3 separate regions of the Danio rerio genome follow, and all the other regions are linked to region 1. The links are chromatin contacts, called in public Hi-C and Micro-C maps. All regions are on one chromosome and are shown on one strand. Each heading gives the region's core, a stretch centred on a gene start, on an enhancer-like site or on the middle of the called end of the contact. The rest is flanking DNA. Distances are from core to core; before and after follow the strand shown.

Evidence for each region. A called contact is a pair of places that touch in the nucleus more often than the background predicts.
Region 2: a contact with region 1 is called in a Micro-C map of caudal fin, with 5 times the contacts expected there. The contact joins the promoter of mark4b here to the promoter of zc3h4 in region 1. A contact is called at or near these places in 2 of 18 Hi-C or Micro-C datasets (caudal fin and an unstated tissue) and 2 of 4 datasets of contacts at active chromatin or transcription factors (caudal fin and gastrula embryo).
Region 3: a contact with region 1 is called in a Hi-C map of hematopoietic stem cells, with 2.9 times the contacts expected there. The contact joins the promoter of usp32 here to the promoter of zc3h4 in region 1. A contact is called at or near these places in 2 of 18 Hi-C or Micro-C datasets (hematopoietic stem cells and an unstated tissue) and 1 of 4 datasets of contacts at active chromatin or transcription factors (caudal fin).

Annotation. Positions count from the first base shown.
Region 1 is chr15:26,187,068-26,189,875 of GRCz12tu, forward strand. zc3h4 (zinc finger CCCH-type containing 4) reads right to left here and starts at 1,307. Exons shown (of 14, transcript XM_005157605.6): 1 at 1,003-1,307. The coding sequence starts at 1,082. It overlaps sae1 (SUMO1 activating enzyme subunit 1), which reads left to right and starts at 2,475. Exons shown (of 9, transcript NM_001002058.1): 1 at 2,475-2,749. The coding sequence starts at 2,649.
Region 2 is chr15:26,016,532-26,019,249 of GRCz12tu, forward strand. It overlaps mark4b (MAP/microtubule affinity-regulating kinase 4b), which reads left to right and starts at 1,379. Exons shown (of 18, transcript XR_012390840.1): 1 at 1,379-2,203.
Region 3 is chr15:26,374,778-26,377,477 of GRCz12tu, forward strand. It overlaps usp32 (ubiquitin specific peptidase 32), which reads right to left and starts at 1,394. Exons shown (of 35, transcript XR_012390853.1): 1 at 1,204-1,394.

The DNA of each region.
Region 1 (2,808 bases), core at 57-2,556:
CATTTTTATAATCCGAATCAACAGGCATATGTCGTGCTACTAATAAGACATAAATATAAAATAAATATTTAAAATAAATAAAATCATATACTACATTAATTTTAATGTACCTGTATGTTTTAACAACTTATTTTAAAAAACAAAAGCGGATGAGTTATGATTACATAGCTCCTATTAACGTTAAAACACAAATGTAACGCTCAAGCAACCAAACCCTAAAGGAATAAAAATATTTAAGTTATTTTAGTGACGTCTCCAATAAATCTATGTGCGTAGCTCGTGACACTTAGCATAAGTGCTAAGCGCTAAAGGGAGACAAATTATCATCCCGAACTAAAATTTGCGTTATTACGTTAAGATAAACTAAATCGTATTGCATTCGATGACCAATTAAATAAGGAATAATTAATCAGACGCCAAGTTATAAACCGTGCTAATCCGTCGCTATTCATTAGCTTCCGTTAGCCGTGTTTTGTTGCTAAACTGTTGGCTAACTGTTAGCACTGCTAGCTTTAGCTCGGTCCAGGCCTCGCGATGGATAAACAAATTCCTTAATGCGTAAAAAGGGATCAGTTTTACCACATAACATACGGTTTGCGTTGTGGTAATAAGTCGGAGTTTAATTTTAGGTCTATAACAAAAAAAAATTAGCTTGTGATTTCTTTTGTCCATCTGTTCTTTATCTGTGATGAAAACACTGTTACAGGATCAATGTTTTGACGTAGGGGTGGCCCCATGGTCTTCGATCACTAAAAAAACATTAGAAAGTGACTGAAAATGTCAATTTGATCATATTCTGAATGTTTTCCTGATTCGCTTGTGACCTTCCAGATTGCGCTGTGTAACGTTTCAAGATGGCGTTTCGTTACCTCTGTACGTTTCCCAGAAAAGGCGACTTTAATCCCTTTGAAAGAAAAAAAGCAAATGCCCGTGCTTTTTGTTTTTGGAAAAAAGCAAAGGACAAATCAATAGTTGGATAGAAATATGATGATATTACTCGACCTTTCGTCAGTGAGAAGGCTGTTGTGTTCGTGGTTGGCTGTTGGGGAGTTTGGATGGACAGTCATGCTTTCCACAGCCATTTCCTCTAACGTACTACATTCAGTGCAAAAAATCAACTGTCTTATGCGTTACTTGACTTTGATCTACTTGTTGATTGGCATTAGGAAGAGATTCAGTTCATTGTAGTCAATTCCCCCCTAACAGTTTAAAAGAGAAACAGGTTGAAAACGTTCCTGAGGTTCTCCGTCCTACAGTTGCGATGTGAAATGAAACTCATTCTCTTAAAATGGCGACGCTTCTTCTCCGAAGAGAATGGGCGGACTTACGTGACGTCGACTGTCACGGAAATGACCGATCGGGTCATGAAAAAAAAACACTTTTTTTTTTACTCTAAGGGTAATGTAATAGTTAAAATAGTATATATTAACTGTAATCATGCACATAATATCTTAATATAAAACGTTATTTTTATCAGTATTTATTATTATTATCATCATCATTATTATTATCATTATTCATTGTATTATTACTGTTTTATCAAAAAAGGGGCCTTGCAGTTAAAATATATCAACATTGCATTATCTTTGGTATCATATGTTTCAATACCTATTCTGGACCTATATATATATATATATATATATATATATATATATATATATATATATATATATATATATATATATATATATATATATATATATATATATATATGTATATATATATGTATATATATATATATATATATATATATATATATATATATATATATATATATAATTGAATATAATAACTCTAAAGTATCAGTTTTATACAACTCAACTTTTTATTTGATTCTATTTTGCAAGCACAGATCTAGAAAACAATCATTTAATGCTATTAATAGTGATCTACACTCCAATAAATATAATTCTGTCACGTTTATGTTTGCTTAAAACCATTATTATTGTAAATTATACTATTACATTTTGTTTGAAATTAAAATCTTATTTTGCCAGTGATGGGTTGCAGCTGGAAGGTCATCCGCTGCGTAAAATATATGCTGGATAAGTTGGCGGTTCATTCTGCTGTGGCGACCCCAGATTAATAAAGGGACTAAGCTAAAAAGAAAATGAATGAATGAAAATCTTATAATGATTGTCAAATGATTTGTCAAATCCTTTGAGAATATTTTTAAAAATAAAGAAGACTCTATATTATTTATACTCTTTATTATTTAATGTCTCTTAAAATAAAAAGTACTAATTTTCTTTTTTCCATTTCTTTGCAAGTAGACTATTATAAAATAGTAAAATGCACCATTTTCACTCATATCTGGACAGAAATTTTAAGTTAAATTAACACCATGAACGGACCTTTGCTCATAAAATTATGCATTATTAAAAATTAAATTCATCATATGTACATGACATATTTTGGTGACACATTTAACGCTCGCTAGATGTATAAAGGATCCCTGATAAATGTCCATTGTCGAGCTCTGATTCTGGCACACATCTCCTGCGTCATCATTGCGCGCCTTTACGAGTTTCACTAAGCGGCACTTTTGTCCCATTGAATGGGCAATAGAAAAAATAGAGCGTAGAATAGTCCAACTAACCCGTAGTTAATTGATTACAGCTTATCATCAGAAATACAAATATTCCGAGATGATCGATACCATCGAAAAAGAAGACACTATTATTAGTGAGGAGGAAGCTGCACAATATGATCGCCAGATTCGCCTGTGGGGTCTCGATGCTCAAAAGAGGTTCGTGGATAAAGGTTTCGAGCAAAAAAACAAAACTTAATCATATTTTATGGATCTTG
Region 2 (2,718 bases), core at 129-2,628, 170 kb before region 1:
TTCTGGTGATTTAATGTGCTTCATTTATTCTAATTTGTAAGTCGCTTTGGATAAAATATTCTCCTGAATGAATAAATATAGGCGTAACAGTGGTGCAGTGGGTAGCACGATCCCCTCACATCAAGAAGGTCGCTGGTTCGAGCCCTTTAATAGTTCTTTTTATATCCTCATAACTAGTTTTTCCACTTTCTTTTTATAATAGTCATGTTGTTTTGTTTCATTCTTTTGTTTTCTTTTGGGCTTAGTCCCTTTATTAATCATGGGATTCCATCGAGGAATGAACCACCAACATATCCAGAACATGTTTTTACACACTGGATGCCTTTCCAGCTGCAGCCCATCACTGGGAAACATCCATACACACTCATTCACACACTACCCAATTCACCTGTACTGCATGTCTTTGCACTTGTGGGGGAAAAGCACCCACCCAGAGAAAACCTACGCGAACACGGGTAGAACATACAAACTCCACACAGAAATGCCAACTGACCCAGCCGAGGCTCAAATCAGTGACCTTCAGGTTGTGAGGCAACAGTGCTACCCACTGCGCCACCACACCGCCCTTGTTTAGTTTTATATTCACAATATAGTAATGCCAGTCAAACATTTAATGTTTGTTCATGTGTTACAATGACTTCAAAACTTTTTTGCTATAAAGTTGACTTTAAAACTAAAATTTAAGGCAACAAACTTCAGGACATTTTTGAGAACGTAAATCTAGTCAAGTGCAGTTATTGGGTTGAAAGTTGAGTCAACTCAAAAATGTCCAGATGTTTGTTAACTTAAAATTATACGTTGAGACAACTTTTTACTGTAGCTGAACATGTATTAGGCCTATGTAGTTATGTATTTTAATCCATTTTAATTTAATTAATTTCATTTAACAATGACTTTAATGAATTTAACAATAATTATTTTCTTTATCAACACAACGCAATGTTTAATGCAAATCATTATGCTGACAACAATGCATAAATATTATTTTTTCTCTTTGTTGTTTTAATAACAATAATCTCAAATATATGATTAGAAATGATCGAAAAGATAACATTACTTAAAATGTGCATTGTAACAGATTACATAACTGGCTACATGTATCATCATGCTGTTTGTAATCCGAAACTAACGACCATTTTTTCAGTAACCGCACCAGCACTTTTCAGAAGCACTCAATTTCTCCCGGATTGAGCTGCACTGCCGTACAGTGTCCAGCAGGAGGAGTGGTCCGCTTTTATTATGGCCAGACTTGTTTGTCAGTCGACGAGTCTGTTACTTGAATGAATGAACAGTGTCTTTAGGACCATGGGGGAAGGGTGTGCATAAGTGTGTGTGACTGTGTATGTGTGTGTGAGCGTCCGCCGCAGCCCTGCCCAGCCTATTCTTTCTCCTGACGTCCTTCCTTGATGCCAGTGTCACACGCTGCTGGGGATGAACATTTTACAGCCACTGTACAGTTTTTATAAGCTAAGCTATACCGTCTGGGAGCATTGACAGACGGACTGCCTCTGCGAAAAGGATATTGCCCACCGGTGCCTGTCGGGACGGGAGTGCACTCGACATACGCTTAACAGTTTGCATTTCGTACTGTATCCGCCGATGTTTATTTATTAATATATTGTTTTCCTGGAAATGTGCACAGATGAGTCTTTGAAGGGGACACCGCGTCCGTGGGAGTGGTTTATTTTCTTCTGGACAACCCAGACTCTTTGAAAAAATGGGTCTGTTTTCATCTGTTTGATGCTGCGGTAGCTCTGTTTTTCCTATTCTGTTCTGCTTTTGTTTTCTTTCGTTGTGTCTCGTGATCTACAGTCGACTCAACATACAAAAAACTCGCTGGTATGGGACATTTTTGTTTAGCTCAGGACAAAATGATCTATTGTTCCGGCTAGCCGAACCACCACAGACATGAGCATCATAGTATAGCCTTTTTATCTTTGTTCTCATCCCATCAGTATTGTGCATAGCATCCAGCAGACTTGGGCGAAAATGAGGATTGTTTAAGAGGGAAAACACTATAGTGGTGGTCGGAGAGGGCAGCGATAGCCTCTCGATACTGGCTCGGCTGCGGACCGGGTCTGATTCAATTAGCAACTGTACGCGGAGCCCTGCAAATAAAGGCAGCGTTGCTGAAAGCTGAAGCTCAGGGACGATGTCTTCTCGCGCAGCGCTGCAGCCGGGGAACGACAGGAATGCAGACCACGTAAGTGTAAAGCTTTCTTACGTCATTTAGTTCCACTTGACAAACGAACCATTAGAACGTTTGTCGTCAAAAGTGGAGAAGGGAAGTGATGAGGCTCGCTTTTCCAAACATCAGAACAGAAAGGAGAATTCGACTTCTCTTTTACGTCATCAATTAATATTTACGACATCCTGGCAATTAATGTTGTTGTTTTTTTTTTGTATTAATGTTGAAATGCAAGAGTGTGTGTTTGAGTTTTTCGTGTTGTAGTTCAGTTTGTTGTTCATACACACTTAAAGGTATATATTTGTTTCCTTGTTTAAACTAGTTACCTTTTTAAAATGAGCTAAAACAACACAATTCTTGAGATTTCATAGGGACAACTTAATTGTTTATGTTCAATCCACATAAATTTGTTTAAAGTGTTAAGTTCACTTAATTTGTGTTGAGACAACATGAATGAATTGTGTGGAACCCTGCCTTCTTTTTACAGTGCAGGTTAAAATATATTTCCGGAAAAACAAAGCAGACATGTC
Region 3 (2,700 bases), core at 144-2,643, 190 kb after region 1:
GACCAAAAAATATATATATAATAATTATAACAACTTATAAAAAACTTAAATATTGTCTTGAAAAATCTTATTTATGTAGCCAATAAAAAAGCCATACGGGTTTAAAAACAATATGAGAATGGGTAAATGTGGCAAGACTTTATTACTGAGAGTAACTTCCCTTTAAATATTTGTTTATATCCTAATTGAGGACCCATTTCATAGTTGATAGGAATTGTTAATGACTTGTCAATATGACTTTATAAAACATCATCACTTAAATCAAGGCTTAAATGATAAATGTATTATTAATGTAGCCAACAAAAAGCCATAAAGGTTTAAAATCAGTATGACAATAGGTAAATGTGGCAGGACTTTATTACAGGGAGGAACTTCCCTTTAAATATTTGTTTACATCCTAAATGAGGACACATTTCACAGCTGATCGATCTGAGCTGATCACAGCTAAGCTGTCAATGACTTGTCAACCGGACTTTCAAAAACAGCATCAAATAAGCCAAGACTTAAATGGTGCTTCGGTTGCTTAACAAGCCTTGAAGAAACCCCACTTCCCTATGAAAGTGAAAATCACCCCTAAATAACACCACCACAAGAATAACGGAAGGTAAAGCGATGGAAATCCTCCGGTCAGTAGTAAGTGCAAAAATCTGATTTGAGTGTGTCAGAGAAAGCACTTCTACTGTCTGCTTAGGAAGAGAGAGCTGATAAAGTGCGACAGGGTACATGATAAACACCACGGTGGTGTTGAGAAATGTTGACAGATTAGGGAAATCTGTTTTGTCAGTGTAGACGCTCCAGCACCACCCAGATTAGTTACACTTCTAGTCGGCTGTTAGATAGACACTGACTGCGTGTCAAAACCTCACATTGCCTGATTTTGGGGGATCTCGATAGTTTAGGAATGCGAATAGTATGCGGAAAAATCTAAGCACACAACTCACTGGGTTTTGGGACACAACCACTGACAACAACATTACACCAATAAAACAAAGACAAGCCCAAACAGCCCCACCTTCATCCCTCAAGACATTTACCACCCGCTACTTCGCATAACAGTTCTGTGAAATGACAGGTCGAGGCTTGTTAGCTCGCAGAAAGAGTTAATATGTGGGCTTAACTAGCTGGCTAGCGCTGCTAACGCTAGCTTAGCGCAGCCGCGTAACTGACTGACCGCCGTTAATCGCTGAAGCTCAAACCTCTTACCTCTTTTAACGGCCTCGTCATACGAAAGGAAGCCTATCCGTGACTCTTTGGCGCCCATGGTGCCCTCATTTCATGGCAATGTCAGAAATGTGCAAAGTGAGACCGGTGCCTGTTGCCTTGTTTTCCGTTGTTTTGTTTTTTTACCCTCGGTATGGTGTTCCTATCAAGTCAAGCGGTAGTTTTGCGTTATCAACGAGTGACGCGTCCGAGCGCCGACGCCTCCATACTGAATCACGTGAGTTTTGTCCAATCATAGTGCAGGGGGCGGATGAGCGTCAGTTTCGCGCAAGAAACGCAGCGCTGACGCTTCCCTCATCCGGTTGTTGTGCAGTCGACTTTAATTTCCGTGATTGATTTTAGATATTAGAAATTTGCGTGGTTGTAAGGAGGCCCCTAAACCGGCTTGCATCGCGTTGCATCAGCTCAACAACACCTCATTCTTTATTTTAAAAGTGCATGGTGTATACTGGGCGATAATAAAATGGAATGCTGTAATTAAAAAGCGAATTATGAAAGGATGACTCTGATCAACTTAATGTCTTTTTCTGGAACGGAGCACCGTGTGGAGGCAGCAAATTTCTTTCTCTGGAGAGCCTCGGCTATTGCTTTTCATTATTTTCATCACATACCAAAAATATGGTTAAAATTCGAGTTTTTTTTATAGCCTATAACGTTACTTAATTTATTATGTTTTACAATGTAGCTTTAAGAGTTTTTCCACCTTGACGTAGCATTGTTTTTGGTTCTATTTATACAACACTATTGATCGTGTACTATTAAAATGCATTATCTTTTCCAATATTTAAGTTTCATTTTAATTTTAATTGACGTTTAAGGGTGTGTGTGTGTGTATACATATATTTTCTTGTCGGCTTAGCCTCTTTATTAATCCAGGGTCAGAATGAATTTCAGCAGAATGAACCGCCAACTTATCCAGCATGTATATATATATATATATATATATATATATATATATATATATATATATATATATATATATATATATATATATATATATATATATATATATATATATATATATATATATGCTGGATAAGTTGGCGGTTCATTCTGCTGAAATTCATTCTGACCCTGGATTAATAAAGAAGCTAAGCCGACAAGAAAATGAATGAATGAATGAATATATATATATATATATATATATATATATATATATATATATATATATATATATATATATATATATATATATATATATACTTTTTTTTCTCTTGTTTAGTTTTTTAATTGACAAAAATAATTGTAATATTTTTTTGTTTTAGTAAACTAACTTTATTTTTAATTTTAAGTTTAAATTTAAATTTAAACTAACTTTAAGTTTTAATTTATGAATGAGTATATAAACTTAATATATTTTCATATATATATATATATATAAATAAATATATATATATATATATATATATATATATATATATATATATATATATATATATATATATATATATAGTATATTTCTGTTTTGGTTTTTTTTTC